3 separate regions of the Mus musculus genome follow, and all the other regions are linked to region 1. A link is a contact called in public Hi-C and promoter capture Hi-C data. All regions are on one chromosome and are shown on one strand. The core of a region is the stretch at or near the end of the contact, and the rest is flanking DNA. Distances in the headings are between cores, read along the strand shown.

Region 1 (3,370 bases), core at 758-3,257:
GGTAGCAGATTCCCTGGGTTTATAGATGATTGTGAGCCACCATGTGGGTGCTGGGAATCAAATCTGGGTCCTCTGGAATATCAGCTAGTGTTCTTTGTTTTTGTTTTTCTGAGACAGGATTTCTCCATGTAGCCCTGGCTGTCCTGAACTCTCTTGGTAGACCAGGCTGGCCTTGAATTCATAGAGATCTGCCTACCTCACTGGCATTAAAGGTGTGTGCCACCACCAACTGTCTGAGCCATCGCGGTTGCTCCATGGGTTCTTGAAACAAAATTTAAGATCATAATTTTTTGTTTGGTTGGTTTTTTTTGACACAGGGTTTCTCTGTGTAGCTCTGGCCGTCCTGGAACTTACTCTGTAGATTAGGCTGGCCTCGAACTCAGAAATCCGCCTGCCTCTGCCTTCCAAGAGCACGATCATAAATTCTAAGTTGAAAAAATTTACATCAATTTATCTGTATGGCTTTACTTAAAATTTGCTAAGGCCCAACACTATTAAGTTATTTGTTAAGCCTGGAATGTCTCTTACTGGAAAAGCATTTTCCTAACATGTTCAAGACCCTGAGTTTGTCTCCTAGAACTACAAGAAAACAAAAGTAAAATCAGTATTTTGCTCTGTGTGGTGGCATATATCTTTACTTCTGCACTTGGCAGGCAGAAACAGGCATATTTCTGTGAATTTGAGGACAGTTTGGTCTATACAGCGAGTTCCAGGGCAGCCAAGGCTGCAGAGTAAGACAATGTCTTTTAAAAAAGTTAATTTGTAGATGTTAGTTAGTCTAGTAGAGATGAAATTCATTAAAATCTTTTTTGTTGTTGTTGTTGTTTTTTTTCCGGTCAGGATCTCCTTGCAGAGCCCAAGTTGGTCTTGAACTGGCTATGTGGATGAATAAACATTTCTGGTTCTGTCGCCACCTTCCCAGTGCTAGGTTTACAGGTATGGGTTACTACACAGTTTATACAACATTCAGGACACATTAGTCACACATGTGGGTTACTACACAGTTTATACAACACTCAGGACACATTAGTCACACACTTTACCAATTTAGCTACATTGAATGAAAAAAAAACAAAAAGGAGGACATGATGGCTTCTAGGTATGGTGGAGGAGGTTTATTGTAGACAGGAGGGAGCAGACAGCCAGAAGCAGAGGCATCTGGGAGAATTCAGGGTGGAAGTGGCTGTAGAATGAGCTGGGCCATGTGAGAAGGGTTAGGGGAGAGGGTAGAAGAGACCTGGAGTCAAGAGGCCAGGAGACCAAGAGGCCAAAGGGTAAAAAGGACCTCATAACCAAAATGGCTGGGTTACATAGGAATCAGAGAAGCTTGGGGAGGAAAAGGCCAGCTCAGACTCTGGACTGGAGAAGTTTAGGGTAGAGGTCAGGATTAGTATGCCAGCCAGAAGGATCCTGTACCAGAAGGTACTGAGGGAGACTGGTGGCCAGAGTCTGCTTTGATATTTTATTAGGCATCTCAGCCATTTGTCTTCGGTTTGTGACCTAGCATATGTTCCTAATCTGTCTGTCTTTCGTCTCCCCCCAACCCTCTTCTGAGACTGGGTTTGACTCTATAGCCCAGGTTGGCCATGATTTGGATGCGGGGATTACAGGTATAAACCACAGATTGATTGTGTGTCAACCTTACATAAACGTTTTCTTAAAATGTCTATATGCACGTATTAGTAACGGCACGTGTATACACACATGCTATACATACGGATGCACACACACATATTTACAGTATCATACTTCTTTTTTTCCTTCACTGAGCTTTTCACACTTTTCTTGTCCTTTCAAGTCACCTTGAAATCTGGTGCAACCTTCTGAGTTTCACTCATAGCTCTGTTAATAGGAATTCCATACAATTCTACAATATTCCTTTTCCGTTCCCTCCGCTAACAAACAAAATGTGGTATTATAAGAAGGCGCACCAGACACCTACGCAGGAATTCAATCCAGAAAGAAGAAAGGCTCCCAGACCACGTGACACCTCCAGGGACTACGTCAAGTGGCCGTCACCACAATGCTTCCGCCCTCTTCAAACATGGTTGGCAAGCGCTCTCCGCATCGTGACCATGGTTATTCTTGCATGTAGGAACCGTACTGAGCGCATACCAATCTCCTTTAGGCAAGTGTCGCGGCGGAGGAGATCCAGCAGAGCCGCAAGAACGACGATCGGTTACCGCCGGTAGTAACAAGCGCGGACCGGAAGTTCCGCGTCTTCGCTGTCCGGGGGGAGCCGTTAGGCGCGCACGCCGGAAGTGGCCAATCAGCCGGTGTGAGGCGGTGCCCACTGTGTTCGCGTCCCTCGGGCAGCAGAGCCATGGAGCCCGGGGCTGCTGAGCTTTATGACCAGGCCCTGTTGGGCATCCTGCAGCACGTGGGCAATGTCCAGGACTTTCTGCGCGTGCTCTTCGGCTTTCTCTACCGCAAGACCGACTTCTACCGCCTGCTGCGCCACCCTTCGGACCGCATGGGCTTCCCGCCCGGGGCCGCACAGGCCCTGGTGCTGCAGGTGAGGTGGAGAGAGGCGGCGGGCCGTTGGGGTCCAGCAGGTCCTTACCCCAGTTCCACCTCCCAGCGCCAGAGGTGCCCCGGCTCGCGTCCTACGTCTGGGAACTGCGCCACTCCGTAGCCCACCCTTCAGGGTTTGTGATTCTCTCTGGGGTGCCACCAGGTGATTTGAGTAAATGGCCAGGCGTTATCTGACCCACGGATCCGTTGGCAGGAATGCGCTTCTTTGGGTACAGGCTGGGTTTGTGCGGGAGATGCTTAGGTGTTGGACCTGTCAGCCTGGGTTTGAGGGCCTCCCAGCGCCCTGTGGGCATCCCCAGAACGGTGCAAGGGGCTTGTTAGGCAGGGTTCAAACCGTGCAGGCTGTAGGAGGAGGACTTTCACAGCGGGAGAAACTAGTAGATTTCAGAATTCCCGGGCTCGGAGGTGGCAGGAATGACTGGTATGTATTGATTGGTGGGTGTGGCCTCTTGCCAGTGACTTACTAAGTTGGTGGACAATTGTAATGTTTACGAAATTTACATTTGGATTAAAATTTATATGTCCTAGGTTATATTTATTGTTTTTGAAGCGTTACTAATGACTGACTCAAGTTGTTTGGACACCTTTTTAAAAACTGTTTTCTTTCGAGACAAGATCTTGCTGTGTAGCCCTGGTTGACTTGGAACTTGCCAGGTAGATCAGGATGGCTTCGAACTTATGGTCCTCCTTCCCGACGCTCCCGCGCTGGGATTGTTGACATTGTTGAGTTAGTAATAAGCAAACATTTAATGAATATATTTAACACTCTCAGCTGCGGTATAGACTCTGATGGTATGGATATTTAAATAATGGTCTGTCTACTTTTGACACTGTA
Region 2 (3,874 bases), core at 814-3,313, 2.0 Mb after region 1:
GGATGCTTCCATATATCCGGTTTCATGTTCCTCAGCAGCAATGGGTATACACACTACTTTTTCCCTTGACTAAACAGGCTAGGGACTCAAGATCTACCCAAGGTCACACAGCCAGCAGGTAGGATCCCTAAATCTGGCCCTTCCTCACTCTATCATATCGCCCTGCACCCTGAAATCTGGGTAAAAATCCAATAACCACAGAAGAGTTCTCATGCTTTAGAATTTACCAGCAAACGTGACTGTTACGTCCAAGACCCCACAGATAAAACTGAGAATTCCTTTCCCACCCCCTCAAGACCTCACCCTTCCTGGGCCCCTGATCCCTGAGGAAGGGCCCAGGAAGGGTCCCTGATGATCTTGCCCCAACTGAAACACAGCCTAAACCCTCTCTCTAGGTTCCCACAAGCTCATACAGGGTGAAAGGTGAGAATGAGGGCTTCTCCTGGTTCTGAACTGGACCAGGCTTAGTCTAATGTGAGCAAGAAAGAAAGGTTGGAAGAGACAGATCCAGTGGGTGGGAGGAAACATAGGTCAGAGGCCTGGATTTAAAATTTTCTCCTTCTAAGGAGGAGGAGGCCTCGTGAATAAGAGACTCTTGGGGAGGGAGGGTGATATGGTGGAAGTGACATTTATATGGGACAGCTTCATGGAGTGGGTTCTTAAGATAATCAAGCACTTCTGTAAGTCCCAAGAACAGCTGGGGACATCCTGGGCAGTCACAATCAGTCAGAGGAGAGGGAGAATATATACTGGCGTAGGGCTTCCATGGTGCCTGTGAGGCTCTATAAACTGGGAGGTACACTATGACAGGGAGGCTTGTCAGTTCTGGGTATGGCGCTAGTCTCCTATCACAAGACAAGTGGAATGAAAGCAGGATCTAGAGGCCATCTTCCTGAAGAGACCACCAGATCGCATCCGCAGTCTCTGGGAGGGCGGGCTTCTAGGGGTTCTGCTGTGTACAAATCTGTAGCCCAACATGCTCAGCTTGGAGGGAAGGTGTTACTCCTGCCTCAGCTTTCTCTAATGGAAAGCTGGGTACCTGGTAGCTCAAGGGTGGGGTGCTGTCTCCCTCCTTCTCCAGTCCTAGATCTGGATTTGGGAAGGAAGGACATAAACACGGCAGCCTGGGAGTCTACTGGCTGGCTCCCCTGTGATGAAGCTGACAGGGGAGTCCTAGAGTTGAGGTGCCCTATAACTACTGGGAAGGAGTGTCGGCCCACCTGTTGCCTGTGACAATGGACAAAGCTGCCTTTTGGCAGAGGGTGTGTAATGAGGAGAGACCTTTCCATGATGAAAAGAAACTGGGAGTCAAGATGGGACCCTCTGGGAGGGGGCTGGCCAGTGTCAATCCTTCTGAGATATGTGTCTGGAGGTAAGGGTTAGCGCGACCTGGAATAGCTCGGAGTCCTGAAGTCTTAAGATTTCCTGGGGTGCCGATACTGAGGTGGCGAGACAAGGATTCTGTGGGGTAGGGGGAGATGGAGAATAGCTGTGGGCAAAGTATGGGGCAGCCATCTGTGCGCGTGTCAGGGGGTGGCAAAGCTTTAAGGCCAGAGTAACCTGCGAGATTATGAGCTGGAGATGGGAAACCCCCATCGGGGATACTCTCCTTGGAGGGTATGGATCAGTCGGTTTGGGGAAGACCAGGAGGAAGGGAATGGCCTTTCTGTTCGTAGGTAGAAAGTAGGCTGCCGCTTGCGGCGTATCTGTGGGGTTGGGACAGTGGAGACACGTTGGTGGGTCAGGCCCACGCCTGTGCTGGTCCCGCGCCCGGCCCAGACCCCAGAGCTACTCACGCGCCCTCGGCGCCCTGCGAACCCACGATGAATCCGAACTTGTCGATGCGGCGCTCGGCGAAGCCGTTGGCCTCCGAGTCGGAGCCGAGCGAGCTCAGCTCGTCGGCGGTGGCGGCGTCGGGGCCCTGGGCCAGGCTTTCCCGGGTCCCAGACAGGCTCCCGCCTGCTGCGGGCTCGCGCGGCCCATTCTCTCTGCTGCTTTTCGCCATATCGGCCGCGCCCGCCACCAGAGCGCCAGCGGCCACCTCAGCCGCCTGAGCCGCCCGGCCTCCGCCGACGCTGCCGACGCCCCTCCCACGCACTGTGCCCATTGGCTGCCACAAAGCTGGGGGCGGATACCCAGGGAGCTCCCACCACGCGCCCAATGGGTGCCGAGGGTCCCGAGCCTCGCCCCTCCTCCAGCCTGGCGCCAAGTGGACCGACGTGAGGGGGCGGGACAACCGTCACCAAGGGCCCGCCTTCCCTGGCTGCCAATCACAAAAACTCACCTGGACTAGCTCGTCTGGCTTTTCCGGGTTGGCCCGGAGCTGGTGTGTCACCTGCTGCTGCTCTCTGGCAGAAGGTCTAGGGCTTCCCTAGAGGTCCTAAGGTCTCTGCCTCCATGGGAAACAGGGTCGTGGGTAGCGCTACTTCGCCAGGTCATTTTCAAGAACAGTGATGAGACGCAAGTGGGCTTAGGGATCTGAACCACCTGGCTGTTCTGCTTAGGGGGATGCAAATTAGCTCGTGGGAGACCCTATAAGAATAATACAGAACAGCCGGGCAAGATGGCTCACGCCTTTAATTTAATCTCAGCACTTGGGAGGCAGAGGCAGGCGAATTTCTGAGTTCGAGGCCAGCCTGGTCTGCAGAGTTAGTTCCAGGACAGCCAGGGCTACACAGAGAAACACTGTCTCGAAAAACCAAAACCCAAAACCAAATTATATATATATATATATATATATATATATATATATACACATACACACACACACACACACACACACACACACACATATATATATATCAGACCTAAGCTCTACCTTTTTCTTCCCAACACCTTTCTGGTGAGGGTTGATTTGTATTGTTTTTCTTTGAGATAGGGTCTCCAAAGTGGCTTTGACTTTACTATGTAGTCTAGGGCCCTCCCTGTCTCCCAAGTGCTGGGATTACAGATGTGGGCTATCCTGCCTGACTCCCCAATAGTTTTATTGAAATATGGTTAGCATACCACCACTTCCATCTATTTAAGGTATATACATACTTCCTATATTTAAATTCCATCACCCCACCGACACACCTACACATGCACAAATACATAAAAATTAAAGATAAATTAGGCATGATAACAGATGCCTGTACTCTGTAGGCTAAAACAGTTTACAAGTTCCGGACAGACTGACTGGGCTACAAATAAAAATCCTATCTCAAAAAAAAAAAAAAAAAAAAAAGTACAAAGCTGGGCGTGGTGGTTTTTATCCCAGCACTCGGGAGGCAGAGGCAGGCAGATTTCTGAGTTTGAGGCCAGCCTGGTCTACAAAGTGAGTTCCAGGGCAGCCAGGACTACACAGAGAAACCCTGTCTCGAAAAAAAAAAAAAAAAAAAAAGGTACAGTCCCATGGTTCTTTAGCATCCGTACAGAGTTGTGCAAACATTGCATCCTCCTCCTAGGAAATTCTACCGAAGAAAAATGAAAATAATGCTACCTGGTCAAATAGAGAGAAAAAGAAAAGAAAAAGAAAAAATATTCAAATGACTTTCACCAATTAAGAGTGTATAAATGTGGTATGTCCATACAATGGACATAATTCAGCCATGAAAAGAATAAAGCACTAATAAGTATGCAATGTAGATATATCTTGAAAGCAAAAAAGAAAGGGTAAGCAAGACAAGACCCTGTCTTAAACAAAGAAACAAACAAAAACTGAACACACAAAATCATTAATAATCATAGATACTGGAATATCTAGAAGCAGCAAATCTGTAGGTACAAAGAATAATGGTTACCAGAGAGTGAGGGAGGACTGGAAATGACCTTTACCGAATAGGAGTTTCTTTGGGGGAAAATGCACTTTTAGTACATGTCTTTTAGTACTTTT
Region 3 (3,795 bases), core at 1,047-3,546, 2.1 Mb after region 1:
GGTTCCACTGGCTGCCTGTTTAAACCCTCCACAAGCACAAGGGTAATTAATTTCAGGGATCATAGATAGGAAAGGACCAAGGAGGCGGTGGGTGGGCCCCAAGCCTCTCACTAAGTAACCCTCCGCTTGAGCAGCCCTACACAAAGATGACAATTGGGGCTGAGACAGCACTGAGTGCACTTCCCAGTCCAGTCTCCCACAGTGCCTGAGAACCAGTCTCCTGACAGGAGCAAGGGCTTGGTGGGCCCTTCTCTGTGGAGGCGTGTAATAGCAGCAGTGGCTTCCTCTTGCCTGGGGATGCAGGTAGCCAGGGTGGGCGGTTTCCCGGGAAGGTAGCCATAGCTGGGCAAACATTTGAGCCAGGGTAAAGAGGGGGGCCAGGCACAGGTGACCTTGCAATAAAAAGCTCTTGACCCCACACAACTTGAGAGCCAGGTTACAGGCTGCCCAGAATTCAGGAAGGATGCCCCAGGCCCTTGCGGGGTCTGCCTTTTCCTCTGAACGAGGCGTTGGCCCAGCCTCGTCTCAGGAAGCGGAGGGAGCTCTGGGCAGGTGCAGGGATGGCAAGCAGAGAGGGCCGAGGCTACCCAGGATCTAGTCACACATCTCAGGGGCACAGCCTGGCCTTGGTTTACAATGCTGTTAGGTACATTAACCAATGAATAAAGTGATCAATTTTCAAAGCAAAGAGCAGAATTCATTGCCCATCGCCGGCTTCCTAGCGGTCTCTTACATTAGACCCCAAATTTTCAGATGCCAAGTAGCAGGCTAAAATTACACACACACACACACATGTTCTGTTCCTTTCCCCTCTACTCTCACGACACTCGGACACAGGCACGCACAGAGAGACAGTAACGTCCCTTTCCTCTCCTCTCGCGACAACGTTCTCCGAAGTCCTAACAAGTTGCCTTCCGATTGGTTCAGCCGGTGAGCGTCGTCCGCCATCTTTGTTCAAGGCATTCGGATGCTCCCGAGAGCCTTCACGGTGAGGGCGGAGGCCCCGCCCCATTCGGTGGTTCCAGACGGGTTGGGCGGTTCTCCCGCGGTGACCGGCGCAGCGGGTACTAAATGGGAGGGAGGCCGAGGGTTAGCGTCACGTGGCTTTAGGGACCGTCTCCTAATTCCGCTCCAGCACTCTACCTTCCCACCCGCGCCGGGCTCAGTCCCCGGTGACCCACAAGTTTCAAGAAGACACGGGCTGAAAACACTGGCTTCCGAAGGGAGTCGGTATACACCTTTCGGATCTAAAAAAGCTAAAAGAACTGTGCAAAGCTAGATAAGACCCTGTTCTTACCTAGCTGGATATTTTTTGTACTGTGTAGCCTCCAACCAGGCCTGAAACTCCCTGTGTAGACAGGGCTGGTCTCGAACGCACATAATACTACCTGTTTCTGCCTCCTACATTCTGAGATGAAAGCATGCAACACCATGCCTGGCTTATAAGAGATTTAAGGCCATATTTATTTGAATTTATCTGTGTGTCTCATGTGTGAATGTATAGGTGTGTGTGTTTGGGGGAGGTGGGTGCTGCCTGTGGAAACCAGAAGTGTCAGATTCCCCCGAGATGGAGTTACAGATGGCTGTGAGACACCCGTGTAGATGCTGGGACTGGAACTCCGGCCCTCTGGAAGAGCTGTAAGCGCTCTTAACCACTGAGCCATCTCTCCATTCTCACCCATTTTGCTTTACAGACGTGGTCGTTGGGACCGGGGTGGGGAGTGGGGGGAGGGGCGGTGTGTGTGTGTGTGTGTGTGTAAGTGGCTTACATCTACTAGGCGGCCCAAGTAGGATTTGTCTCTAGGGGCCATAGCATTGCCCCTCTGAAATCCCAGAGGATTCAGAGTGCTTTTGCCCCTTGTAATAACTCCCTAGCTCCCTTTTCCATTTTAACAGTTGCATGAGTCAGGAGAGTGGCTGTCCTCTTTGTGTCTCTATTTCCCTACTGTAAAGTAGGACCCTACGCTAGTGCCAGAGCTTAAGGAAGCAAACTTGAGTCTACTGGACACATGATGACTGTTATAATTAATTAGTCCTTGCGACTGTCTAAGGCAGTGAATGTTGGCACGCCTCCCATTTACACACGAACCGCGGCTCAGAGAAATACACCTTTCCTAGAAGCCGCACACCTAAGAAGATTCCATTCTCCGATTGGAACTCTGACCTATTTAACTCCAAAAACTAGTCATGTCTGGGAGAGTTTTGCATTAACTGCTCAGAGAAAACAAGACCATCTGTCTGCAAAACCCAAGCCTAGGAGAGGGGCTTGGATGTTGTATAAGGCAATTTTCAGACACTCCCTGCAGTGGCGTTAGCGATAGCGGGACCCGTCCTTCAGCCTCGGACTACTGGCGGGTTCTTGCCTGGTGTTAGCCAAGTGCTAGTGGAGACACAGTTGTGGTGAGACTCTAATCTGCAGCGACTCCAACCTTGCCGGGGAAGTCATGTCGGAGCAGCAGCGGCAGGGCGCCGAGCGCGACCTCTACCGGGACACGTGGGTGCGCTACCTGGGTGAGCGTGGGAGTGACAGACGCAGCGACCCCACCACTCCGGAGGGGCTGGGGGCGGGGGGGGGGGGGAAGCAATGGACCGGGTTGCCGATCTGGAGTCTGAAAAGGGGCTTAGTTCTTATTCGGCTTGGCCTGGAGACAGGGCTCAGGAGAAGGCTAGGGACTTGTCCAAGGTCACACAACCCTGTTGGTTCAGATCTGTCCACGGGGCTCTTCTGGAGGCACAAACCGAGTGTGTGGGTTGCCCTCTGCCATGACCGTGCACTAGCCATGGCGTCAGAGGATCTGGACTCCTAGCAAGTCTGCCTTTCCCAGGCTCTTCCTAAGCTTCAGTTTTCTCTTCTGTAAAAAGGGCTGAATGCGAGGCACTCCTGTCGGGTGCTGACTGTAAGAGCGGGCTGAGGTAAGGCCTTAAAAGACCTGGCACTTGATACTGGTCAGTGGAGCCCACCCTCAGTGATTCGGTGGCCTCCGGTCGCCTCCCTGGTGCAGATCCCCAGAACCACGGCTGGGGACTTTGATCAGTGAGCCATGAACTTCATTGTCGGTGTCAGTCCGCGGGCCTAGAAACCAAAAGGTAAAGTTACTTGACTGAGGTCACCTGCCGCACTGTAGTTTAAGAGGTTAGGGTTAGAAGCAGCTTTCTGTGTAGCGCCCCCTTGTGGAAAGGGCCAGAGAGTTAAATGCCTTTTCCCTCCAGGCTACGCCAATGAGGTGGGGGAGGCTTTCCGCTCGCTGGTTCCTGCAGCTGTGGTGTGGTTGAGCTATGGTGTGTCCAGCTCCTATGTCCTGGCCGATGCCATAGACAAAGGCAAGAAGGCAGGAGAGGTGAGTGTTAATTAACCCTTTCCAACCCATCCTAGTGTGGGTGGTATGCAGTCTTGCAGTGGGGACAGCCCTATCCCCGTTAGCGTCTCATAGTGCAGTCCATAAGCTAATCTTGTTTGTAGGATTGTTCATCCCCACCCGACCAAACCATTTGGGTAGGAGGTGACAGTTGGTACCTCTCCTGGATGTGGGCAAATCACCCCCAACCCTGAATGTAGTACAGCCCAGTCCTCCACCCAGCTGCCTTCTACCCTACTACCTCCGCATGTTCTTCCTCCTTGGTCCACCGGCATGCTTCTGTCTATAGGTTTCCTACCTCTGCCCCAGCTGGGCTAAATGTCTTTGTACCTTTCAGGTGCCAAGCCCTGAAGCAGGCCGCAACACCAGAATGGCCCTGGCTGTGGTCGACACCTTTGTGTGGCAGTCTCTGGCCTCTGTGGCTATCCCAGGCTTCACC

The links. Promoter capture Hi-C pulls out the DNA fragments that hold promoters and counts their contacts. A called contact is a pair of places that touch in the nucleus more often than the background predicts.
Region 2: a promoter capture Hi-C map of liver shows a contact between it and region 1, with 5 times the contacts expected there. The contact joins the promoter of Tbc1d10a here to the promoter of Nudcd3 in region 1. A contact is called at or near these places in 3 of 39 promoter capture datasets (embryonic stem cells, liver and pre-B cells).
Region 3: a Hi-C map of CD8 T cells shows a contact between it and region 1, with 7 times the contacts expected there. The contact joins the promoter of Mtfp1 here to the promoter of Nudcd3 in region 1. A contact is called at or near these places in 1 of 39 promoter capture datasets (pre-B cells), 1 of 484 Hi-C or Micro-C datasets (CD8 T cells), 1 of 115 datasets of contacts at active chromatin or transcription factors (astrocytes) and 1 of 9 other capture datasets (liver).

Annotation. Positions count from the first base shown.
Region 1 is chr11:6,199,088-6,202,457 of GRCm38.p6, reverse strand. Nudcd3 (NudC domain containing 3) reads left to right here and starts at 2,007. Exons shown (of 6, transcript NM_173748.5): 1 at 2,007-2,515. The coding sequence starts at 2,324.
Region 2 is chr11:4,185,022-4,188,895 of GRCm38.p6, reverse strand. Tbc1d10a (TBC1 domain family, member 10a) reads right to left here and starts at 2,063. Exons shown (of 9, transcript NM_134023.1): 1 at 1,797-2,063. The coding sequence starts at 2,005.
Region 3 is chr11:4,093,932-4,097,726 of GRCm38.p6, reverse strand. It overlaps Mtfp1 (mitochondrial fission process 1), which reads left to right and starts at 2,296. Exons shown (of 4, transcript NM_026443.4): 1 at 2,296-2,511; 2 at 3,211-3,338; 3 at 3,694-3,795. The coding sequence starts at 2,445. Gm51935 (a long non-coding RNA gene) reads right to left here. Exons shown (of 3, transcript XR_003949843.1): 3 at 2,985-3,073. Sec14l2 (SEC14-like lipid binding 2) reads left to right here. Exons shown (of 12, transcript NM_144520.2): 12 at 1-688.